Linked DNA regions of Hordeum vulgare: region 1 is linked to region 2. The links are chromatin contacts, called in public Hi-C maps. All regions are on one chromosome and are shown on one strand. The core of a region is the stretch at or near the end of the contact, and the rest is flanking DNA. Distances in the headings are between cores, read along the strand shown. Region 1 has its middle 340 kb from the start of LOC123429973. Region 2 holds the start of LOC123425956.

Region 1 (2,700 bases), core at 95-2,594, 770 kb after region 2:
AAAATCACCAAATGGCATCTTATCTCAAAATTACTTTATCGCAAAGTTGCACAAATGATAAAATTAATGCCATTAATGGATTCCCTGGATTTTTCTACCCCAAAGTCATATATCACACTGATATGTTACTGTGGAGAAAACACACATAATTGGCATTCAAAAATTGCAATAGTCACTTATATCTTAGTATATGCGAGATGGGGCATATCCCTAAATGGCAACTTCCAGATCTGGACATGGCCGAATTTAGACACTTCCTAAAATGGCAAAACTCAGAAGAGAGAATTAAATTACCAAAACAAATATTAAAAGAGAAGGGCCCACCTGGCATAGACACCAAGACCTAGAGGGGGTGACATGTTGGCCCTGAGCCCACTGTAATAAGATATGGATTAATTGGAAAAAGGGCGCCCGGAGGGATTTGTACCCGGCTGGTACCTGTGAGCGCGAGGGATGGCGACTAACTAGGCTACAGAGGGATCTGGTCTAAGAGGGGCACGGGCTAACATAAACTAACCGCGCGGGCTAGCTTCTTCTACCTTCGCTAGAGAAGTCAACGACGTCGCCGGCGGCCACTCCGACGACCATAGAAGAAGGTGAATGCCAGTGGGGCTGCAGAAACGGCGGACATGTCCATTCTCGGGGTTAGGGACCGGCAGCGCAGCGGGCAGAGGAGGTCTTGAGCTCGAGCAGGAGCTCGGCTCAGGCCATGGCGCAGCAAGGCGAAGCAGGCACGCGAATAGAACGTGGCGAGGCGAGGCAAGGCGTGCGATGCGTGCGCGAGGTGTGCAGCAGCAACACACGCGCAGACGGGAGCACGGGCACGAGACGCACAACAACACACACATAAAAAATGTGTCCTTTACCAGAGCACTGGGAGCGCAAAGTTGACATGAACACTATGATGCAATCGGGACGAAATAGCGGGCGATGAAGGTCAAAAGAGAGGCTCGGCTCACCTAGGGCTGGCTGGATAAGGAGGGGTGGCAGAGAGGGCTTTGGGGTGACGCGAGGGACGTGAGGGACGAAAGGACGCGACGGATCTTCGGGTTCGTGAAGTAGAGGAGGAAGAAGCTCGGGGGACATTGATCTGCACTTGGAGCAGTCCCGGACATCGAGGAAGAAGAGGTGCAACGAGGAATCCCTTCTCGCAGCACTGGTGCTCTCGACACGCAATGAGGAGGTTACCCTAAGCTCGAGCTCGCGCTCGACCGGAGCATGGCGAGCACGGCGACAGCTTTGCTTGGGTAACTTAACTGAGCGGCGGCACAAGGCGGAGGAGGAAGGAATGGAGAGAGGAGGGTTAGGTCTAGCTACCAGACGCATTTTATAGGGCTCTAGGGCGATCTGCGGCCGTCAAATCGACGAGGGTGCCGACGTGGCTCCTCTGGATGCGCTGTCGTACGGTTGAAGACGTACGCGAATGCGAGAGGCTGGTTGGGCTGTGCTTCACTGCTAGCTCGATCGCCGCGGGAGGAAGATGGCCCAGGTAGACAGTTCTCTCTCTCACCACGAAAACAAGTTTTTCTCTTTTAATAAAACAGCAAACCAATTAAAATTTCGAGCATAATTGGAGAAGAATTAGAGAAACATAAAATTTGGTTTGAACATCCAAAATTATGTACCATTTAATAAGAATAGTTTGGGCATTTCTAGAGAAAATAATTAACCCACCTATTATTTACCACTAATGTTGTTTTAGGAAAAGACAGAAAAGGAAAACTAACAACACATGGCCAAGAGCTTTTTTAAAATACCTTACAGATTATTAGGTAGATATGGAACATTTTTCTGCATGGAAAAGGGCAAGTAAAATCACCACATATCTGGCTTTGCTATTAAAAGGGTTTGAGGCATAGTTCTTTTGAAAGAACTGAGAGAGGTTTCACACAAGACAATGCTCTTGCTACCAAGCACACAAGCTTCCACATCACACACTCACACACAATATAGCACAACAAGCATATGATGCAAACAAATAATTATGGAGTGATGACATGATGCCATGATGAAAATGAATGATATGAAGCAACTTTTATTAAACCCAACACATGAGGGAACATCATGGAAGGTCATACATGGTATAAATTACAAAGGTGGCAAGGCTTGCACTTGGGCTGTTACAAAGTGGTAGTTACGTAGTACGCGTCTTCATCCGCATACCTCAAGGCGACAATAATTGGGATTCTTTTAGGGGATTGTCGTAGTTTGAGGAGTTCATGTATTCACCTTGTGTTAATGCTTTGTTCCGGTTCTCTATTGAAAGGGGACCTTAATATACCTTATTTTCCAATAGGATCCCACTGCCATGGGAGGGCAGGACAAAAGAAGTTATGCAAGTTCTTATCGCAAGCACGTATGAATATATACGAAATACATGCCAACATAATATTGATGAATTGGAGCTAGTTCTGTGTTTCCCTAGTGTGTAACTCTTATACGGTTAAACCCATCGAAATCTTTATATATCACCGAATCACGTGACTATGCTTTACATATAGTGAATCTTGCTAAGTTACTACAATTGTTGCCGGTGTCACACCTACCACTCAATTGCTACTGTTACTATCGTTGCCAAAATTGCTGCTATCACTCTTAGTGTTACTACTATCATTTGCTCTGTTACTACATACTTGTTGGAGAGACATATCCCAGGTGTGTCTGAACTTACAACTCAACTATTACGGAAAATAAATATTC
Region 2 (2,700 bases), core at 95-2,594:
AATAAACCGCCCAGCCATTACTCATATTTATGTCCCAGGTACATGTTATAGAAAGTAACCTGTGAAGTCATGTGGTATGGTTTGTTTGGCTTTTTGGCCACAACTATGCAGCACTCACAATCTCCACAAGATTTCAGATTCTGGAACCAGAAATGATATTCACTTGTGACATCTCATCCATCAGATATGAGAAGCCAGAACCTTTTTTTTTCTTTTTTCTTTTGAGGGGTGCAAGCTACAACCCCCTTTTTTAGGGAACCAAGCCCTAACCTCAATCAGTCTTTTAATGAAATTCCCATCCTACTGTACTGAACGTAAGGGCTTCGTTCTAAGGCCGGCAAGCGCCTCCGTTCTAAAAACTGTACTGAACGTTGCTCCACTGTCACCAGCAAATTAGTTGCATATTACTGCCATTGAAAGTACCACCACGTATGTTAACCTTTCTCATTCATAATGACATACAAACAGATCTGCAAAGGCCATGAGCGGCTATAGGGTACTAGAGTTTCCACCGATCAAGATTATTGGATCTTTTGGTTGAGCTTTTGCCACTATTCACCAGAGTCACAAATGAGATGAAAATTGTCAAGTTTTTAGATGATTTCCGTCTATTTTTGGGTTACGGTGGCATACCAAGCAAGGAGCCGAATAAAGCATAATTATGGAGTTTGCACATGCCATTGATCAGCAATGCCAGTTGGGAAACCGATCTACCAAACAGTTCTCCGGGCCCATCCTTGCGGGTCTAAAACCAACAACTCACACTTCTTGGGTCGTCTTAAATAATGTTTCCAAAACAATAAGAAAATGCGTCACTGATCATCAATGGATATAAAGTAGTAGAACCTCAATTCATGGTTGATAGAGAGAGGTAATTTTGTCTAATGCTAGTATAATGCATTATGCAACGTGAGCTTTTTTGATGGAAAAATCGAAATTACCTGGATCCTGCCCTTATGGCCGAACCGAGTAACGGCGTGTCGCTCCGCGAGCGCGGCGAGCTCTCGCCTGCGGCGATGGGCCATCCGAGCGACAAGCTCCTCCACCGCGCGCCGCCCGCGTACCGTCCTGACCACCAGCTTGGGCGGGCGAGTGCCCTTGATATGAACGGCGAGCGACTCGACTGCATTGCGCAGCGGGCCCGGCGACGGCGGCGCGGACTGTGAGAGCGCGAGTTCGTTGTTGACGGCGTCCAGGTCCTCCTCCGGCAGCGAGGCAGCCCCGCTGAGCTTCTTGACGATGCACCCAACGCGGCCGCGTGGCGAGCCATCGGATTCAGAGGTGACGTCGCCGGAGGCGCGGGGCGTGACGGGCCCCACGGCCTCGATCTCGCGCCAGCGCTGGATGAGCGACGACGCCCGCGGGCCTGACGGCGGCAGCTCCGGGCCGGCGGTGGCCGTGGAGGAGGCGTCGGACGGCGCCGGCGAGGGCGCGCGGAAGACGGCGGCGCGTGCGGCGACGGGGCGCGTGGCCGAGGCGAGCGCGGACAGCTCGGCCTCCCTGTCGCGGCGGCGCGCATCGACGGGGGGCGGCGGCTCGGAGGCCGTTGCTGCGGCGGCAGCGGCGGCCCAGCGCTCCAATATAACCCGCCTGCGCCTGGGCGTGGGCTCGGCGGGCGCGGCGGCGTCGGAGAAGGAGTGGCGCGGCGGCGGTATGAGGACGTTGACGTTGAAGAAGCGCCTGTGCCTGGAGGTGGAGGTGGAGGTGGAGGTGTCCCTCCATGGTGCGGAGTCGCTGGGCATGGCGGCCAGGGAAGAGGCCATGGGGAGAAGGGTCGGGGCAAGCTAAGAATGGGCAGTGGTGGCGGGAGGACGCGTGTGCGGTGGCAAATATAAGGAGAGAAGAAGAAGAGAAGCTCCCGCCTCCACGGTTCCTGCGATCCTGCGATTGCGGTTTCGCTATGCTATTTTCTGCGGCCGGGCGGCAAGGAGATTGGAATGAGCCGTTGCGCATGGGAGCAGATAGCCAGAGAGCCACAGAGCAGAGCAGAATGGTGGGGAGAGGGAGAGAGAGGGAGCGTTTGCTGCTCGCTATCCTATACTTAGGCGGAGGACCCGGGAGGGGGGGAGGTGCCGTCACGGCGTTAGCGCGAGCGAGGTTTCGGCGCGATTGCACGGCGAAATCTGGCCTTTCCCGTTTCGGGCCGGGTGGTTGCCTCTGGATCGATCTTGACATGTGCCATGTGACGTGCGCCCGAGTCATCGTCCCTGCTCCGCCCGCGGCGGTGCTGGTGTTGGTTTGGTTTTGGTTAGGTGGTGCATGCGTCGCGCTACACGTTCCTTTCGCGCAGAATGTGCTTGCTTTGCAATTGCAGACAGGCTGCGCGTGCCTTCCGACTTCGACTTCGACCCCTCCTCTCCTCTCCTCAGAGAATCTCCAGCCGTTGCGTCGCCGGGAGGCATTTTTTCAGCCTCGTTGGCCCGGCAAAATATTTGGTATGGAGGTTTGAATTTGTCCAGCCGTCTTCCCAGTAGATTGTTTTTTTTCTTTCTTTTTTTATCGTGCATGTCGTTACAACAAACACGTTGTGGGCATTACCGGCCACGCGAGCTCGAGCTCGCCTGCGACGACCCCAGGCCACCCCTCCTGCACCAGCATTCCTCACTCGTCATGGACGCCAAGCTTAACCTCCACCACTATCCTCTTCAGGTCGTAGCCACACGCGGAAGCCAGCAGGTGAACGCGAGCTTCGTACGCCCC

Evidence for each region. Hi-C and Micro-C count contacts between places; a contact is called where the count stands out from the background.
Region 1: a contact with region 2 is called in a Hi-C map of leaf, with 4 times the contacts expected there. The contact joins the enhancer-like site here to the promoter of LOC123425956 in region 2. A contact is called at or near these places in 3 of 6 Hi-C or Micro-C datasets (leaf and seedling) and 1 of 1 datasets of contacts at active chromatin or transcription factors (embryo).

Annotation. Positions count from the first base shown.
Region 1 is chr2H:234,183,202-234,185,901 of MorexV3_pseudomolecules_assembly, forward strand. No RefSeq gene overlaps it. Among protein-coding and RNA genes, the nearest start is that of LOC123429973, 340 kb to the right of the region's middle. Within about 2 kb of position 1,345, at least 2 of the 3 cell types and tissues checked have open chromatin away from gene starts, as enhancers often do. A contact at or near this core is called in leaf, where this site is marked.
Region 2 is chr2H:233,411,516-233,414,215 of MorexV3_pseudomolecules_assembly, forward strand. LOC123425956 reads right to left here and starts at 1,345. Exons shown (of 8, transcript XM_045109733.1): 1 at 942-1,345. The coding sequence starts at 1,025.